Regions from separate parts of the Sus scrofa genome. Here region 2 is linked to region 1. Evidence: chromatin contacts called from public HiChIP or PLAC-seq data. All regions are on one chromosome and are shown on one strand. Each heading gives the region's core, a stretch centred on a gene start, on an enhancer-like site or on the middle of the called end of the contact. The rest is flanking DNA. Distances are from core to core; before and after follow the strand shown. Region 1 overlaps LOC102160869 (atherin-like). Region 2 overlaps LOC102160869 (atherin-like).

Region 1 (6,424 bases), core at 312-2,811:
AAGAAAGACCAGAAAGTGCAGGGAGAAAGAAGTATGTTGGCTGTAAATAGCAATTCTCAGAGCCAGGGAGGCTCATAGGGTCCCAAGGAGGCAGAGCAGACCCTGGGAATCTAGAACACTTGGACTCATGGAGTGCTGTGTTCAAAAGAGATCTCGCATACCACTTCATATCCATCAGGATGGCTTTTAACAAAAAAAGTGGAAAATGACAAGTGTCAGTGAGGATATGAAGAAACTGGAACCACTGTGTGTTGTTGGTAGGAATAAAATGATGCAGCCACCATGGGAAACAGTTTGATAGGTCCTCAAAAAGTTAGACCTACAATTACCATATGATTCCACTCCTAGGTATATACCCAAAAGAATTGAAAGCAGGGACTAAACAGATACTTGTACACTTATGTTCATAACAGCATTATGCATATTACCCATAGAAGCAACCCAATCATCAATAAACAGATGAAGGGATAAATCAAATGTGGCATAGACATACAATGGAATATTTTTCAGCCTTAAAAATGAATGAAGTCCTAATACATGCAACAATATGGATGAACCTCCATAACGTTTAGTGAAATAAGCCAGACACAAAAGGCTACATATTATATGATCCCACTCATATGAGGTACCTAGAATTAGCAAATCCATACAGAAGTAGAGCAGAGTTTACCAGGGCTTATGGGGAGTTATTGTTTAATGGATACAGAGTTTCTGGTTGGAATGATGAAAAATTTCTGGAAATGAATGGTGGTAATGGTTGCACAATAAAGGGAATGCACTTAATGCCACTGAACTGTACACTTAAAAATGGTTAAATTAGCAAATTTTATGTTATGTGTATTTTACAAAAAAAGTTGCAGGGTGGTGGTGGGGTAGTCCCATGACAAAGGGATCGACAAAGCATTGAGAATAAGATTCAAGAGAAACAGACTATGAAAAGGTGGCATCACAGATATTCAGAATCTTGAGTTGAGATGGGGATGGAGACACAGAAACCTATCCAGGAAGGAAATGGATAAAATGTAGAAGTCAGAGATGAAAGACAGGGGAGTTAACCAAAATGGAGCCCTGTTAGCGTGTAGAGCTGAGTATGGAGAAAGAAGTGGGGATTGGCAGGTTTGATTTTTAAAATGAATCTTCAGTCTGGGTCTTTATTTGGAAGGCATGTGGGTTTCCATGTTAAACCACCACAGGGCTTGTGGTGGATGCTTCTGGGACCTTCATCCACTCTGCAGTGGTCAGCTGGCAGTTGCCCTCTGAGGCTTCCTGTCTCCTTATAGAGCTGACAGACACCGCAGTGAGTCAGTTATACCAAGGCTTGACTCATTTTTGACCCAGTTTTGGTGATCAAAGACAATACTCTGGAATTTGGTACTACAGCTCAAAAGGTATGGTGGGAACATGGAGGCAGGACCCAGACTCATAGCTGTTTCTTGTCGCTATCTCATTTCTTTGTAAAGGTTCAAGACTTGGGTTCAAATTCTGTCTTGCCTCTTACTAGCTGCATGATCTTGAGCAAGTTACTTAACCTCCAAAAGCCATGGTTTCCTTTCTTATAAAATGGGGCAACAGATCTCTGTAACCTCATAGTGGGTATGAAGTAAGATAATGTATGAGAGCTTCTTAGCACTTTGCTTGTTGCAAAGAAATTGCCTAGTTAAGATAAGGTAATTATAATTATCAGCACTACTCTTAGTACCTGGAGGCTTTGATTATCTAGGATTGCTTTGCCATAAGATCAATGGAGAACCACATCTGGAACTTCAGTAACCCCAACTCCTGTAGCCCTGGATTTAGAGCAGGAAGACCTGAGTCTGATCTGGGCTCCCTGATTTACTAGCTGTGTGACCTGGGGCATTTTTCAGATTCTCAGTTTTCTCAACTGAAGGAAAAAAAAAAGTGTTGTAAATATCAAATAAAATAATATGTGCACAAGCTCTGTAAATAACAGTGAGCAAAAGAGCACAGGCATGTAGTATACTCAGGATCAGAAGCAAGGATGTGTCTGGGCCAAGGTTAGGGTCAAGATGCGAATCAGAGTCAGGACTGGCCCCAGTGCTGTAAAAAAAATTGTGATCAAATGATGGAAGATAATATAGGAAAAGGAAAGTATATATATGTATGACTGGGTCACTTTGCTGTACAGCAGAAATTAGCACAACACTGTAAATCAACTATACTGTAATAATTAAAAATAAAAATCATGATCAAGATTAGGGTTGGAATTGGGTCAAAGCAAAGCCTGGGGCTAGGGTAGGGAGAGAGTCATGAGCAGGGTCACAGTAGGGGGCTGAGTGGAATTTTTGATCTGGGTTAATAATCCATGCCGGATGGAGTGCCCTGTCTCAGCCCTGAGGGCTATAGCAGTGCTGCACAGTGACTCAGAGGCAGCCGCACTGTCTGGGATAAGGCTCTAATCCAGTGATCTTGGTTTGGAGGAAAGTAGAGTGTGGGATTTACAGTAGAAGTACAGGTCTTTGGGAGACAGTTCAACTGCAGTAGTTCAGCCACTTCGTTACCTTCATCATTCTCCTCTCTAGCTTGTAGGTAGCTACATCACATTAAGTATCATCCTATTTCCAGGTGCCTCCTACGCAACACTGGTCCTCACAGTCCTGATCATCCCTCCTCCATTATCCATCCATCCATCACCCATCATCCATCATCCATCTGATGAAGGTTTATTAAGGACTTACTACATGTCCACCACTTCACTAGACCCAAGGATCCAGCAATGATAGAGGCAAGTGTGTTATCTATCCTCATGGAGCTTCAGTATAGAGGGAGAGGCAGCTAATACAGTGGATTTCCATCTTCTCCATGTGTGTGTGTGTATGTGTGTGTGTGTGTGTGTGTGTGTGTGTGTAGGGGGTGATAGTAGATTCTAAAATAAGATTATGAGCAAAGATTGCAAAATTATTCTTGAAAATCCCTTAATTCACCAGGACCTTGATATTTAGAAGCAAAAAAGCCAAGAAATAACATCTATTTCTCTTTGTGCTTTGGGTGTGATCCTGGGGCAAATGTCAAGATCTGTCTTTAATTGTGGAAAGTGACTTTATATAAAGGAATTTGTTTCTGTCTCTTTCAGCTGAGTGTGTAGAGTTGGTTTTGCAACAAGTTAACTGCATTGATGTGACTCCAGTGTGAATACAAATTATACCAACACATATGTAATTATTGTACATACATTAAGGAGGAATATAGTGCACTGTGAGAATGGCAGGTGGAGGGACATAACCTAATGGGGTGAATGATATGGAAGGCTTCACTGAGAAAGTGACTTTTAAGCTAAGTTCTAAAGGATGAAGATGAGTTAGCCTATCATAAAGGGAAAGAAAGAACTTTCTAGGCAGAGGAATTGATCTGAGGCAGAAATGAACCCAGTGCATTTTAGGAACTGAAAATCAGGTTGGAGATGTTGAAGCAATAACTAAGGGCCTCCCCCAGTCAGTCCCCGGACTGGGGCCAATTGTACATGCTCTGACTCAGCACATAGAACAACATGGAACTAGAGTTCCCGTGGTGATGCCGTGTTAGTGAACCCGACTAGTATCCGTGAAGACGCGGGTTCGATCCCTGGGCTTCACAGTGGTTAAGGATCTGGCATTGCCGTCGGCTGTGGTGTCATTCACAGAAGCAGCTCAGATCCCGCATCGCTGTGGCTGTGGTATAGGCCAGCAGCTACAGCTCTGATTCAGCCCCTAGCCTGGTAACTTCCATATGCTGCAGGTGTGACCCTAAAAAGAAAAAGATAAAGAAAAGAACAACATGGAGCTAAGGTGGTCTAAGACTCAGAGAATTAATTAATTCAGAGTATAGGGCTAGAGAAACAGAAGTCAGTTAACATCTTTTGGAATCATTCCCTGTGGGATGCAAATAAGAATAAGAAACAACTTACAGGCAACAGAGACAGCTGCAGTGGAATAGCCTTCATAGAGACATAAACCAGGGCTCACAAACACAGAAACCCCAGAGGCTAAGCAGGTGATGTAATGAGTACAGCAGGTTTAGTGTAGGACATTGGGGGTGGGTGGGGAGTAGAGGCGAAGGCAGACTGGTCTTGTTTAAAGAGGGCAACTGCTGCTATTCAGCTACTGCTAATTGTTGCCGAGTAGGAATTGAGGATGAGTTTTGCTAGATCTTCCGTATCATGGTAGATGCTGTCAGTTCTAGCTGCTTCTGGGCTTTGGAGCCCACTCTTCCCTGCTCTACAGCAGGCTGATGTTCCCCAGGAATTACCATCACCATTATCCCACCTCCCCCACACTCCCAACAACCAGCTCCCAACCAGTGATGGTGGATAAATACACTAATACCTTTGCCGCTCAGGTGAGATAACTTTGAGACGTGTTCTGCACTGTCCCCCTGAGTTTGCCAAGAGGATGAAGTTCCAGATGCCCATAAGGTAGTTTCCCTTATAACTTATCCATATCCCTTCCTTCCCCTGCCCGCCTTCCCCACTCCTTAAGTGGACTTTCCTAGGATCACCTTCCAAAAAAACTACTTACAACTAAGGTCTTGTTTCAGGGACTGCTTCTGGGTGAAACCAACCTAAGGACACCAAATGTTGAAAAAAAAAATGTTTTTGAAAACTGGGTTTTTGTTTTCTGTGAAGCGTTCCCAGTTAAAATTGTACATGTCAACCAAAATAGGTTGAAGGGTTGGGTTTGGCCAGCAGACTATCACTTTGGGATTCCTGATGTAAGCTAAGACTTCATCTGCCTTTCTTACAGCAATCACCCAAGGAAAGGAACACATTTGCTAGAGAAAGGTGTTTGAGAAAGAATTGCATGAGAAAGTTGTAAAGGTGGAGATTCATGCTGAGTGGAAATAACCGATTAAAATACAGGGAATTAAGAAGGGATCAGCTATGCTGCTGCTGCTGGAGGCGGCAGGCAGCTTCCACCCCGGCTTCCTGCGGCAAGCCTTCTCTTTTGAATGCACCCTCAGCAGCCCCCACTCCCACCAGCGTAAGTCACATGAAGGCTCCAGGGGAAGTCTCTGAGCCAGCCAGACCCAGCAGCCGCCTACACCAAACTGGTTCTGCAGCGAGAGTGACAAGCCAGGACCTGCTAGCTGCAGGGCCCTCCGAATCAGACTCATCTGGCTCCTAGTCAGCCACCCTCCCTGGAGCCACAAGATAGCTGCTGTTCTGCGTGATCTTAGTCCAGCTTACTTGGCACAAGGAGAAATGCCAAGAGTGTAGTTATGAAGCGCTCTTGGGAGAAGCCTTGAGCCCCCACCCCTGGCACTTCTAGCCAAGCCGGTTTTCTTGGTAGTCATCCAATTCAGGCACCCCAAGTGCTGACTGGAGGCACTGTCATCCCGGTGCTTCCCAGAGGAAGACATGCCAGACCCTGGAGGGTAGAGGGCTGCACCTGGCTGGGATGCCTGAACAGGCCCACAGGTGAGAAGCAGCACCTCGTGCCCCAAGCCGTCTCCAGCAGTGGTTATAGAGCCTGTGCTATTTTAAGTTCCTTTGTCATCACTGCAAGCAAACTGGACTGAGGGAGTCTGATTAGAAGGGGAAGAACAGGTTTAACAGAGCTGGGGTGGCGGGGGCTGCTTCCTTGAGTTGGCACCACAGCACCAGGCAGAAGAGCTCAGTGCTTCTGAGGCTCAGAACTGGGTTAGGATCCAGCTCTGGTTTCTGAGCAACTTGTCTGACAAAAGAAGCAAGGAGGAAGATTCTGAGGTTCAAGGGCCAGTGGCTGTAATTCCTATCACAGGAAAAACCATGACAATAATAATACCTTATTATAAATGTGCTTTATTGTATATGCTACCTTCATGGACCTGATCTCATTTGATCCTTACTACTATCCTATGAGGCAGGCGGGTATTATTTGTCCCACCTTAAATATAAGGAATCTAATATTCACCCAAGTAAGTGACTTGCCCAAGGTCATAGTCTTAAGAAAGGGACAATGGCAGGGCCTGAATCAATTGCAGAAGGGGGTTTGGGAATCTAGACCTGCTCAGCTAGAGGTTTCTGTAGCATGAGGGGAGCTCAGGGAGAGAGGGGAAGCCTTGGCCTTCAGCTGGTGGCCTCAGGAAATGTGGGGCTTCATGGATCAGTGGCTGAGGAGTGGACCCACCCCAGATCCTGTGGGTGGTCTGGCACTACAGGGTGATCACAGCAGGCGTCAGGGCAGCTTCATCGTCTTTCTTAACTGGCAAGTACGAAGGGTTTTTCTCTTTCCATCTTGCTGCCCCCTGAGTCAGCTCTCTGGCATTGCCCTGGCATGTCTTGGGCCCCACACCCAGGCAGTGAGGAGGCACTGGCAGATTGCCTGGGGAATGCTGCTGTCCTAACTCAAGCCAAGTTCCAGTTATGACCCCCTTTCCAGAGGCAGCCCAACAATGGCTGCATTGGGAGCTGCGACTTGTAGGCCTAGGGTGAGTCTCCCTCTCACCGCTT
Region 2 (6,676 bases), core at 2,350-4,849, 54 kb before region 1:
CCGGATCGTTAACCCACTGAGCAAGGGCAGGGATTGAACCCGCAACTTCATGGTTCCTAGTCAGATTCGCTAACCACTGTGCCACGACGGGAATTCCATGAATATTTTTTTAAATAAAATTTTTATTATTTATTTTATTTTTTTGTTTTTTTAGGGTCACACCTGTGGCATATGGAGGTTCGCAGGCTAGGGGTCAAATAGGAGCTGTAGCCACCGGCCCACACCACAGCCACAGCAACATGGGATCCAAGCCAAGTCTGCAAGCTATACCACAGCTCACAGCAATGCCAGATCCTCAACCCACTGAGGGAGGCCAGGGATCGAACCTTCGTCCTCATGGATACTAGTCAAATCTGTTTCCACTGAGCCACGACAGGAACTCCAGCTATGAATATTTTTGTATGTGTTTTGGTGAACATATGTATTTCTAGGCATGTAGTTGCTAATCATAGGGTACGCATATGTTCAACTTTGGCAGATATCACCAAACACTTTTCTGAAGTGTTTGTACCAATTTATACTCCCACTTGCAATGAATGAGAGTTCTAGTTGCTCACATCCTCATCAACACTTAGTGTTATCTATCTTTTTAGCCACTCTCATGGATATATAGGATTATCCTATTGTGCTTTTCATTTGCATTTTCCTGCTGGTTAGGGAATTGAATACTTTCCATATGTTTATTAGCCATTTGGATATTTTAGGGACTTTTAAATGTTTGTGTTTTGTTGGTTTTTTTTTTTTTTTTTTTTTGACTGTATTTGCAGCATGTGGAAGTTTCCGAGCCAGGGATGGAATCTGAGCTGTAGCTATGACATACACCACAGCTATAGCAATGCCAGATTCTTAACCCACTGCACTGGGCTGGGGATTGAATCTGTGCCACCACGGAGACAATGTCAGATCCTTAACCTGCTGCACCACAGCGGGAACTCCCTAAAGTTTTTTTCTCCTGGTTATTAAAGTAATACATGCTAATTGAAGAAGGTTTGGCAAATCTAGAACAGAATTATGGTAGATTTGTACTATGTCAATTTGGCTAAATGTTCAAACTTTATTTTGCAGAATTTCTTTCCTTGTCTGTTTCTGGGCTAGAGTTGGCTATAAGAACATGTGCATAAGATCCGGAGGGCAGAAGCAAAGCACCCATGTTTATACTTAGAAGGTCTGTGTAGAATCAGGTGCTGTTGTAGTTCACACATCTTGTCTCTGATCTGCTGGCTCACCTTGTTGGCCCCGGGATAGCAGTTAGGCCTTCAGTTCCCACTAGATCTCGTCCTTCAGCCTTTTCAACTCCTGGGTAAAATGTGTAGTTAGCTCCATGACAAAGGACCCAGCAAGAGACTGACACAGCTTACCATTCATCCTTGTGGGCATCACCTTTTTCTTACAAGTTCCAGTTTGCCTTTTCCCTCCCGTACTTCATGTCTGGTTATCCTTCCTGACCACCTGCCCTCCTGTCTTCAGGCCCAGCACCAGAAGCATCCACAATAGTCACACACAAGCTGTTTAACCTGCTCCCCACAATTGTGTGTGTGCGAAATGTCAAATCATTATAATACACTTTTCATTTTGTGTCATACCCAGTAGTTCTGCCTCTCTGATTACACATCAACTGATAGAGGCATTAAGAAGAAAGCCAAATCCACCTATAATCCCACACCCAGAGAGGACCTCTGTCAACATCTCAGTATGTATTCTTCCTGCCTGGAATATCTTAATTGAAGAGAACAAGCCGCAGAGAGGTTAAGGATTTCTCAGGGTTTGGCAAACTTGTGGCCCAGTCAGGTCTTCAGAAGGCTGTTTTTGTCCCTGCTATCCTGGTGTTGTTTCCACTGCATCTCAGAATCCCTTAGAGACCCTCAGCTTTCCTGGGGGTTTTCTAACTCTGAGCACAAACTCTGGGCCTGTGAGAGCAGCTTTTGAACACATTTTCCTGGACTTTGCAGCCACCTGCCTTTATAGTGTCCCCATTTTATCTCAACCAAATTGCAGGAGTTCAACATTCTGGTTCCTCTTAAGAAAAAAAATGGTCTTTTAAAACTAGTCATGCTGTGTCATCTACATCTGGAGACCTGACCAAGAAGTAATGGCCACCAGAGGGCCAGAGAGAGCCCACAGGACTTGTCCTCCCTGCCAAACACAGCTCCCCAGATGTCAGAGATACAGTCCTTTGATTTAAGCATTACTATCTCAAGAGTTCTCTTTTTTTTTTCTTTTTAGGGCCACATCTGCAGCATATGGAGGTTCCTGGGCTAGGGGTTAAATCAGAGCTGCAGCTGCCGGCCTCTGCCACAGCCATAGCAACACCAGATCCTACCAGCATCTGCGACCTACACCGCAGCTTGTGGCAATGCCAGATCCTTAACCCACTGAGCAAAGCCAGGAATCGAACCTGTATCCTCATGGATACTAGTCAGGTTCTTAACCTGCTGAGCCAAAAGGGAATTCCTCAAAAGTTCTCTTTTAAAGTATAAGTACTCTTTTTTTGGAGCTCCCATCGTGGCGCAGTGGTTAACAAATCCGACTAGGAATCATGAGGTTGTGGGTTCGATCCCTGGCCTTGCTCAGTGGGTTAAGGATCTGGCATTGCCGTGAGCTGTGCTGTAGGTCACCAATGTGGCTCTGATCCCGTGTTGCTGTGGCTGTGGCGTAGGTTGGCGGCTATAGCTCCGATCCAACCCCCGCCTGGGAACCTCCATATGCTGTGGGAGCAGCCCTAGAAAAGGCAAAAAGACAAAAAAAAAAAAAGTATAAGTACTCTTTTTTTTTTTTTTTTGGCCATGCCTGTGGCATGTGGAAGTTCTCAGGCCAGGGATAGAACCCCTGCCACAACAGTGACCCACACTGCTGCAGTAACAAGGCCAGATCCTTAACCCACTGCACCACAAGGGAATTCCTAAAGTATAAGTACTCTCGAGAGCAGCAGCACCTGAAATCCTTACTTCTTCAGATTGAATGATCCCCCAGATGCAGTGATAAGTGAATTGGTATCGTAAAAGTTTTGGTGGAGAACAGGCTAGTTAGGAGGCAGCCAGAAGGAGGAGAAGCCAAACTTTGCTTCCTTTGCAATTTGTCCAAGAGCCTCCTGGGCTCTGAGTTTTATAAGGACGAACCTTAACGGGGCTTTTCTGCTCAAACCCAAGGCTTTAGCCTGGGCTCTGCTCCTCACCCGGAGGGTGGACTCACTAGGACAGATTTTTCTTCCCTGAGAAGAACAGAACCAGAGGGAAGTGACTGGAGACAGAGAGCAATTCAGAAACTAGTGATGACACCTTCCCTCCCAGCATGTCAGTTTGCCTGGCTGGTTTCTTGAAGAGGAACAAAAAGGAGATGTGGTAAAGGTTTCTTGCCTTGTTTTCTTTTATCTTCCAATGGCCATAGATACAAATGGCCTTTTTCCTCATGCGCTCCTGTCATCACCCTCCTAAGGAGAAGGCACAGTTACCCCACAGATTGAGCTGGGACCCCCAGGTTGACAGGGAGGCCACAGGAGTGCCCAGGGGTAACATTATCCTGCCAGAGCTAAACAAGGAACTGTGTGTTTAGAGTAACTTCAAGAAAGTTGTGGGCGTTTCCTCTGTCAGGGAAACAAGAAACCACAGTGAGATAATGGATAGCTATATTCGGGTCACAGATTATCAGCTGCCACTGCAGCTTCCTGTTCAGAATTCGACGAAACTTCTTTCTAGTTGCCAGAACCTTATGGCTTCTGAGAGTGTGGCAACATTTAGTGCTGTGGGGCTTGGGAGTGCTGCTTGGGGATCTGACCCAACCCAGTGATGGAACTGTGTTTTGGGGGGGTAAGCCTTCAGAGACCTGTTCCTGGTAGAGTAAGTGGTGGGTGAGGGTGAGAAGAGCTTTTGCCAAACTCTTAGGTTTTTTGGTTTTGTTTTGTTTTTTCCAGGTTCTTGGACTAAGATTTTTTGTGCATTATCTCATTTAATTCCTAAAACTACCTTAGGCAAAAGACAAGCGTTGGCAAGCATGTGAAATTAGACCCCTTGTACACTGTTGATGGGATTGCAAAATGGTTCAGTTACTGTGGAAAGAAGTGTTGAAGTTTCTCAAAAAATTAAAAATAAGAATTCCTGTTGTGGCTCAGTGGCAATGAACCCGACTAGTATCCTTGAGGATGTAGGTTCGATCCCTGGCCCCAGTCAGTGGGTTAAGAATCTGGTGTCGCAGTTGCCATGAGCTATGGTGTAGTTCACAGATGTGGCTCAGATCCCATGTTGCTTTTTTTTTTTAACTGAACATAAAATAAAATAAAATATAGAATGCCATATGATCTAGCAATCCCACTCCTGGTATCTATCCAAAGGAATTGAAATCAGGATCTTGAAAAGATATTAGCATTCCTATGTTCACTGCAGCATTGTTCACAATAGTCAAGATGTGGAAGCAACCTAAAAGTGCACTGGAGGGATGAATGGATAAAGCCGATGTGGTTCATGCATGCAATGGAGTATCATTCAGCTTTTAAAAAGAAGAAAATCTTAAAAATATGAGATAACCTGGTGAAGCCCTGAGGACATTATCTAAGTGGAATAAGCTGGTTAGAGAAGGACAATACTGTATGATTCTACTTATATAAGAAATTTAAATAGTCAAACTCATAGAAGCAGAAAGCAGAATAGTGGTTGCCAGGGACAGGCTGGAGGGGGAAATGGAGAGATGCTAATCAATAGATTTAAAGCTTCTGTAATACAAAATGAGTAAGTTCTAGATCTGCTATACAGCACTGTGACTACAGCTAACTATATTGTACACTTAAAAATCTCTTCAGTGAGTGGATCTCATGTTAAGTGTTAGAATCACCATAAGATAAAAATAAAGTTTTAATTTAAGAACTACCCAATGAGAGGGGTACTATTATTATTTCCATTTTTTAGATGAGGGAAGGGGATCATAAATGTTAAGTAACTTGCCCAGAGACTCCTTAGCAGTGGTAGAACTGAGAACTAGGAACAAGACTTACGTCTCCGTTTCTTTCTGTCTCTGTCTGTCTCTTAGACACACAGTAGTTTACTGAGCTGTGACTTATATACACTTAATATGCATATACCCATGTGGCCACCATGCAGACTAGTATTAAATACTTCCATACCTCTCAAAAATTCCCTTATGCTCCTTTCCAGAAAACACCCAATCCCTCTAATCCCAAGGTAACCAATATTCTGACTTGTAGCCTCATAGATGTGATTTTCCTATTCAATACCCCCTTTTTTTTTTTAGGAATATGAAAGTCCCTGTGGCATATGGAGGTTCCCAGACTCGGGGTAGAATCCAAGCTGTAGCTGCTGGACTACATCACAGCCACAGAAACACCGGATCCAAGCTGCATCTTCGAACTATACCGCAGCTTGCAACAACACCAAGTCCTTAACCCACTGGGTGAGGCCAGGAGTTGAACCCACATCCTCATGGATACTGTGTGAGGTTCTCAACCCACTGAGCTACAACAGGAACCCCTGATTTACCTATCCTTGAAATTTTGATGAATGGGATCATACTATTGTATCTGCTTTCTTTTGCTCAATATAGCGTGTCAAGGATTTGTGTATAATATTGAGTGGATCAGCAGTTTGTTCCTTTTTATTCCTGAATAGTATATGATTTTATGAATATACCCCTCAATGTATTTATCCATTCTCTTATTTATTTGTTTATTTTTTTGTCTCTTTAGGGCAGCACTCATGGCATATGGAGGTTCCCAGGCTAGGGGTTGAATTGGAGCTGTAGCTGCCAGACTACACCACAGCTCACAGCAATGCCAGATCCTTAACCCACTGGGCAAGGCCAGGGATCGAACCCGTGTCTTCATGGATACTAGTTGGGTTCATTAACCACTGAGTCATGACTGGAACTCCTATCCATTCTCTTATTGATAAATATTTAGGTTGTTTCCAGTTTTAGGCTTTATTTTTTTTGGCTGAAGCTGCAGCATATGGAAGTTCTCAGGCTAGGGGTCAAATCAGAGCTGTAGCTACCAGCCTACACCACAGCCATAGCAATGCTGGATCCTTAACCCCTGAGTGAGGCCAGGGATCAAACCTGCATCCTCACGGATACTAGTCAGGTTCGTTTCCACTGAGCCACAATGGGAACTCCCAGTTTTAGGCTATTTTGAGTAACACTGTCATGAACATTTTTCTTAGGTCCAAATATATTTAAGTTTATTAAATACTGCCAAATTGTTTAGCAGTTCTGCATCCTTGACAATACATGGAATATCAGTCTTTTCATTTTAACCATTATTTTATTTATTTATTTTTTTGTCTGTTGTCTTTTCAGGGTCGCACCCGTGTCATACGGAGGTTCCCAGGCTAGGAGTCTAATTGGAGCTGTAGCCGCTGGCCCACGCCAGAGCCACAGCAATGCCAGATCTGAGCCAAATCTGTGACCTCACGGCAATGCCAGATCCTTAACCCACTGAGCAAGGCCAGGGATCGAACCCGCAACCTCATGGTTCCTTGTTGGATTCATTAACCAATAAGCCACAACGGGAACGCCTTCATTTTAACATTAGAGTAAGTATGAAAATCACCTCTTTCTGGAGTTCCCCTCGTGGCGCAGTGGTTAACGAATCTGACTAGGAACCATGATGTTGCGGGTTCGATCCCTGGTCTTTCTCAGTGGGTTAAGGATCCGGCATTGCCATGAGCCATGGTGT

What was found. HiChIP or PLAC-seq counts read pairs in DNA pulled down with a chosen protein or histone mark.
Region 2: a contact with region 1 is called in an H3K27ac HiChIP or PLAC-seq map of alveolar macrophages. The contact joins two enhancer-like sites. A contact is called at or near these places in 29 of 47 Hi-C or Micro-C datasets (adipose tissue, alveolar macrophages, blood and 14 more) and 2 of 2 datasets of contacts at active chromatin or transcription factors (alveolar macrophages and skeletal muscle).

Annotation. Positions count from the first base shown.
Region 1 is chr14:76,605,783-76,612,206 of Sscrofa11.1, reverse strand. LOC102160869 (atherin-like) reads left to right here. Exons shown (of 3, transcript XM_013983354.2): 3 at 2,584-3,588. The coding sequence ends at 2,674. It also overlaps a transcript of CAMK2G not described here. Among named protein-coding and RNA genes, the nearest start is that of CAMK2G, 16 kb to the right of the region's middle. Within about 2 kb of position 1,561, at least 7 of the 83 cell types and tissues checked have an H3K27ac peak or open chromatin away from gene starts, as enhancers often do. A contact at or near this core is called in alveolar macrophages, where this site is marked.
Region 2 is chr14:76,661,949-76,668,624 of Sscrofa11.1, reverse strand. The region is part of intron 1 of LOC102160869 (atherin-like); the gene reads left to right. Among named protein-coding and RNA genes, the nearest start is that of VCL, 35 kb to the left of the region's middle. Within about 2 kb of position 3,599, at least 27 of the 83 cell types and tissues checked have an H3K27ac peak or open chromatin away from gene starts, as enhancers often do. A contact at or near this core is called in alveolar macrophages, where this site is marked.